Regions from separate parts of the Zea mays genome. Here region 1 is linked to region 2. A link is a contact called in public Hi-C data. All regions are on one chromosome and are shown on one strand. Each heading gives the region's core, a stretch centred on a gene start, on an enhancer-like site or on the middle of the called end of the contact. The rest is flanking DNA. Distances are from core to core; before and after follow the strand shown. Region 1 holds the start of LOC100216802. Region 2 holds the start of LOC100273731 (Pentatricopeptide repeat-containing protein).

What was found. A called contact is a pair of places that touch in the nucleus more often than the background predicts.
Region 1: a contact with region 2 is called in a Hi-C map of tassel, with 2.3 times the contacts expected there. The contact joins the promoter of LOC100216802 here to the promoter of LOC100273731 in region 2. A contact is called at or near these places in 3 of 25 Hi-C or Micro-C datasets (ear, endosperm and tassel).

Annotation. Positions count from the first base shown.
Region 1 is chr1:231,220,763-231,223,578 of Zm-B73-REFERENCE-NAM-5.0, reverse strand. LOC100216802 reads right to left here and starts at 1,482. Exons shown (of 4, transcript NM_001143201.1): 1 at 1,335-1,482. The coding sequence starts at 1,469.
Region 2 is chr1:231,059,580-231,062,605 of Zm-B73-REFERENCE-NAM-5.0, reverse strand. It overlaps LOC100273731 (Pentatricopeptide repeat-containing protein), which reads left to right and starts at 1,705. Exons shown (of 1, transcript NM_001148141.1): 1 at 1,705-3,026. The coding sequence starts at 1,859.

The sequences.
Region 1 (2,816 bases), core at 233-2,732, 160 kb before region 2:
TAGGGAGTCCTCAACCACGGTGCAGGACCTATTATCGATCATCAAGACTGAAGCATATCAATAGATTCAGGCGAGAGTCGTCAGCCTTGGTAATTTAGCAACCGGATAGCCTCCTCGAGAGCTAGCTGACATGGTTGTGCAGTCACCTTGTAGCACTAACAGCTATTGCAGCAGGATGGCCAGCTTATCTGTAAAACTCTCTTCTAGCTTAATACAATGATACACAATGCTCTTGCCTATTCGAGATAGCAAAGAGAAACCAAAGGAACTTAACAATGCCGGATGGAAATCCTAACTGATATACATTTAACTCATAAAGTCCATGCGATTTTTTTAGCAGCGTTGTAACTTCAGAGGGTTTAAACTCCAATTCCCACTGGAATGTACCCTGATATACTACTTCTCGATTCAGAAACTTATGACCGAATAAGAACAATAAATATATGTCAGCCTAGCACACTCATGTTGGCGATGAACACTCCAAAGCTATAGGGGTATATATAGATTCCTAGTCTCAATTGTAGTCTAACAAACGATATCAAATTAATCAAATTGGTCAGATTAAAAATATACAGATAATTACTCTTAAGCATATAGGCAAATTTAAATTGATCAGATTATATGAGATAACAAGCGAACCAGAATCAGCATTTCACTTGTATGTCACACTTAACATAATAACATGTCATCCATCGGGTTAGGCTAGCAAGGTAAAATGGTGAAACATAACATCTAGATTCCAAACACCTGAAACCTACTTGAGCACACTACAATGCTGGATTGTCATAGGTCAGGGCCAATGGAGTCAAGTGAACAGTGATTGCAGCTATAGATGGCCAATAAACATGAGGCCCGCGAGCCCGGCACGCAGCCCGCTATTTGGGCCTGATCCGAGCCCGGCCCAACTCTATGCGGGCCTGTGCCTAGCCCAGCACGACCCGTTTCTAAACGGGCTAAGACTCGGCCCGTTTAATAAGACAAATATTACAAAAATAGCTTTATCTTCTATTTACGGTCTATCATTTATTTGTGAAATGTGTATTATTTGAAACATACATATTATTGTATTTAATTATATCCTTCCATTATGATTTATAAATGTGTTATTTTTTTAATGGTGATCTAATTTTAAATTTGATTTATGCGTTCACGAGCTCAGGTCGACACCGTGTTCATTTTCGGGCCGGACTTACCGCCTTCGCCTTGCGGGGATGGGTTCACGGAGTCGGTAATCAGATTCCAATAAAACTAAGGAGCCGGGGACCTATACCGCAATGGGATCGAATGCTACCTGTCTATCTCCACGGGAAGCGAAGGCAGGGAAGGAGTCTTACGTTGAAGATGAGGCCCTTGTTGGTGGGGGAGCCGAAGGAGAGCCCACCGCGGAAATGGACACACCACAGCAGCACGAGCACCGCCGCGGAGGCCGCAAGCAAGCGCGCCGCCTTCGCGGGCGCCGGCACGGCCATCCCTCAGGCGTTGGAGAGGGATCGGAGCTCGGAAAGCCTCGACCTGGCCCCCTTGTCAATGTCAACGGACTCGAGATAGTCAACACCGTGTCCTTGTCTGGGACCCGCGGAGAGGACGACGAGGTATATGGGCCTCGGCCTAAAAACAGCCGCATTCATATTGAGCATCAGACTAAAGTGGGCCTAAATGGTTCTAATTGACCCCTCTTAAAAACGTTGTGTCTTTTTTTTCCTCTTATAAGGACTAGTTTGGGAACCACAATTTCACAAGGGTTTTTCGTTTTTCCAAGAGAAATGTCAAAATGTTTCCCCCGCAGTACGATTTTGGTGCCTTTGAAACGACTTCAGTCTGCACAGCATAAAAACATCACTAGTTGTCAGTGTGTGCTAGCGAACGCATGTTATATTAGTTAGGGATACATACAAAGTCTTATGTCTTATACTCCCTCCATTCTTTTTTATTTATCATGTTTTAGTTTAAAAATGAACTAACGGACGACAAATATTCGAGAACGGAGGTAGTAATACATTTACATAGTATGATTATATATATCCAAAGGTTTATTTACATTCAAAATATTAAAGAGTGGACCAACAGGTGTAAGGTGGTTAAAGTTTTAGAATTATAATGCATACAAAATTATTTAAGAACTAATTGTAGCATGTTAAGATTCTAAAGTTTTTTTGGGAGGGGGAGACTTAACTATATATATGCTCATGCTAAGGAAGATATAAATCCCTTACCTTCTGTTCTTTTAAGAGGAGATTAGCGAAGGCACTTCAAGTTGCCTCTTTCCTAGTAGAAGGAAATCATTTCACATGTCTCTAAGTTATCGAAGGTGTGCATGAGATAGATTACCTTCTGGTCTTCAAAGAAGAGATCATGAGGGCACTTCAAGTTCCTTTGTACCCTTATATTCCTTCCTAGTAAAGAATGAAAAAATTAGAAGAAAGGATGAAGGAGAACTATATAGAGAATTGGGTTCCCTATTTCTTTGGCCACATAGAAAAATGGAGATGCTTTCATTGGTGCGGTGGAATGGGAAGAGGAACCCCATTCAAGGTTTCACTAAATCCTAAAGAATATATATTGTCAATGTGGTGTCATGTTATATGATCGTTATGCGTGAAACGGTATATAACTGCATGGTGTTTGGTGATCATCTAAATGTTCAACACATATTAGCTAAATAATTGTGCACCTACATATTCTAAAATTTAGGACAAAGGAATTTATGTTAGCAAAATCGACAGACAAAACGAAGTAGATCAACCAACAAACCACAGAGCACGACACACAGATTTACATGGAAGCCCCTTCAATGCGAAGGGAAAACCACAGGCACC
Region 2 (3,026 bases), core at 456-2,955:
GGATGGGTGACAGGTACATAGAAGCGGCAGAAGCATACCGAGTCGACATCATGGTAAGGAAAAGGCCATGTAGACATGCGATGTCGAGCCATCGAACGGGTACCATAGGAAGCAAATCAGTGACCCCCATCCCTCACCTCCCCACTTCCAAGGTTTCGTAGAGCAGGAAGGGAAGGGAAGAGGCGAGCATACATGTCCGTTGCCGGAGAAGGACACGACGAAGACTTGGGCATCTAGAAGCGACATAGGTAGTATACCGCTAGATACATATAGGGAGATAGCATGCAAGCGGAGAAAGAAGCCCAGCTGGAGTAGCTCCAAATCGAGAGGCATCTGTACCAGACGTCGGTCCAAGAAGGGCAAGAGAATGCGAGTGCCTTCCCAGCCTTGGACCCATCGAGGCGACACAACACCACCACCAACTCCATAGCATATGCGGACTACTGCCGCGCCAAAGGCCTTGGTTGTCCAATATCTCTGACCTGGACCCCTCATTGCCAAGATAACCTAAGCGTGGCAGGCGCCACCGTGTCCTCCTCGGCGGCACGCACGAAAAAAGGCCAGGAGCAAGACCGACTCGCCCCGTACCCACGTCGAAGAGCATTGGTCGGCTCGCGGCTGCGACCGTGGGCGGGGTAGTTGGACGGGGAGGAAGAACATGGCGAAGGCCGGAAAGACGAACGGGACGCCCGACGATGGCGAAAACGATGGTGCACGCATACTGTGAAACATCCTCGTGAACGTGCAATAGCCATTGCATGGGTCTGTGTCGGGGCTGGTGTTGGACGAATACGGGGAGGAGGCGCCTGCTCCCACACCCTCTGCCGAGAATGGGGTGGCGCGGAGGTGGATGCATGAGGGGAGAGAGAGAAAAGAAGCAGGATGACGAACGAGATGGCAGCAACTAAGGCGAGGAGCATCATTATTGTGCGGAGGTATAGATGGCCAAATGAGACATGTCTGACGGGTCGGCCTGAGGCATGACCCATTTAATAGTGCCTGGGCTAGCCCGGCACGAGCGTTGTGCCGTGCTTGGGCTGTAGCCTCGGCCGTAGTGCTGGCCCGGCTTGAGACGATTATGTTTTTATTTTGCAAAAAATCATATATACATATATACAATTTATATTCAATATTAAAAAATACATGATCATGATGTTCTACTGGTTAGACAGCTTCACCCAGTGTTTCCCGCCCTTTTTTCATTAGGGCGTCTGCACTGTTTTTTAACATTTTACGTTGATTTAACCAAATGGCCCGATGGGCTAACAGGCCGGCCCGGCACAGTCTGCAGGCCGGCATGTGCCTGGACTAGAGCTATGGCGCGCGGGCGTTGGGTCCGTGCCGGGCCACCGTTTAGCCATCTATATGCGGAGGTTTATTTTGTGCAGTGGACGGACGTGCAACAAGTTAATTTGAAATAGATGTGAGGGGTTATTTATAAAAAATAACGCGGGACGAAATATAGTATATATAGATTGCCATCCTTACGCGTAATATGTACACTTTGCCGTTACCATTTTCACGAAATATGTCAATGGTACACATGAATAGTTTTGTGCCACTCAATCAAGAAAGAGTGGCTCGTCGCTAATCTTTGCGTGTTTCAAAGGCATGAGTAGGCCAGATTGCCAGAATGAGGCCCAACAGCAATAGTACATATTCATAACAGCCCAATAAAGCTGATAGCAAAGATTCTGCTTGTCACGAGTTTTCATTTCGTGGCGGAAGCCGGAAGGGAGACTCCTTTCCCTTGGCGCCGGCGCGCCGCCGTGCCGCCACCACCCTTCGAACCATAGCTGGGCGCCATCATCTTCCCGCAGAGCCGCTCACTCATCATGTGCTTGCGTGCGCGTATTCTATGATCACGGGCGCTCATCTACCTCCGCTCCGAGCAGCCCGGGCGATCTCGGCCCGGCTCTGCCTGTCGCGGCGTCTCTGCTGCAACGGTTCCAGAAACGGCGGTGAGAGTCCTCCAGACACTGCACAGCGCAATGGTGACGGTGTCCGTGAGGGAGCGGAGGAGGTGGCAGGCCTGAACGCTGGCCGCTTCCCACGTGAAGTAGTACTCCAGCTGCCACCACCGCGAGGCCAGCCGGAGAACGATGACGATGACGGCGAAACCTTTTCCCCTGGTCAAGATTCCAGGAGGCGGTTCTTTGGGGATGTGAGGCTGGAGGCGGACAGGATCTTTAGGATCCTGCTGCAGGACGGCCCGGGGTTCAGCACCCGCCACGCGCTCGATGAAATGCGCCCGAAGGTGTCTATTGAGCTGGTGAGGGAGGTGCTGTTCAGGATTGTTGTGTCCGTGGACAGTGTGAACCGTGAGAGGTACCCGAAGCTGGCGTATAAGTTCTTCATATGGGCGGGGCAGCAGGAGGGGTACCAACATAGCACAAGCATGTACAACCTCGTCATGAAGGTTTTCGCCGAGTGTGGGGAGGTGAAGGCGATGTGGCGGCTGTTTGAGGAGATGGCAGCCAAGGGGCTACCTGTCTCTTCCCGGACGTTCCACCTCTTGATATGTGCATCTGTGAAGGTTGGGTTGAGGCGGAGACTGGTGGAGAGGTTCATCAGGTCAAGTACTTTCAATTACCGCCCATTTAGAAATGCATTTAATGCAATATTGTACACACTTCTGACCATAGAGCAGTACTCACTGATTGAGTGGGTTCACGAGAAAATGATCCTTGAGGGGTACTCACCTGATGTCTTGACATACAATGTGGTGTTGCGTGCAAAGTATATGCTTGGGAAGTTGGATCAATTCCATCAATTACTTGATGAGATGGGAAAAAATGGGCTTACGCCGGACCTCCATACTTACAACCTGTTGCTTCATGTACTTGGTAAGGGAGACAAACCCCTCGCAGCTCTCAATTTGCTGAACTATATGAGTGATGTCGGATGTAGGCCAAATGTGCTCCATTTCACAAATTTGATAGATGGTCTTGGCCGTGCTGGCAACCTAGAAGCCTGCAGGTATTTCTTTGATGAGATGATGAAGAAAGGGTGTGACCCAGATGTTG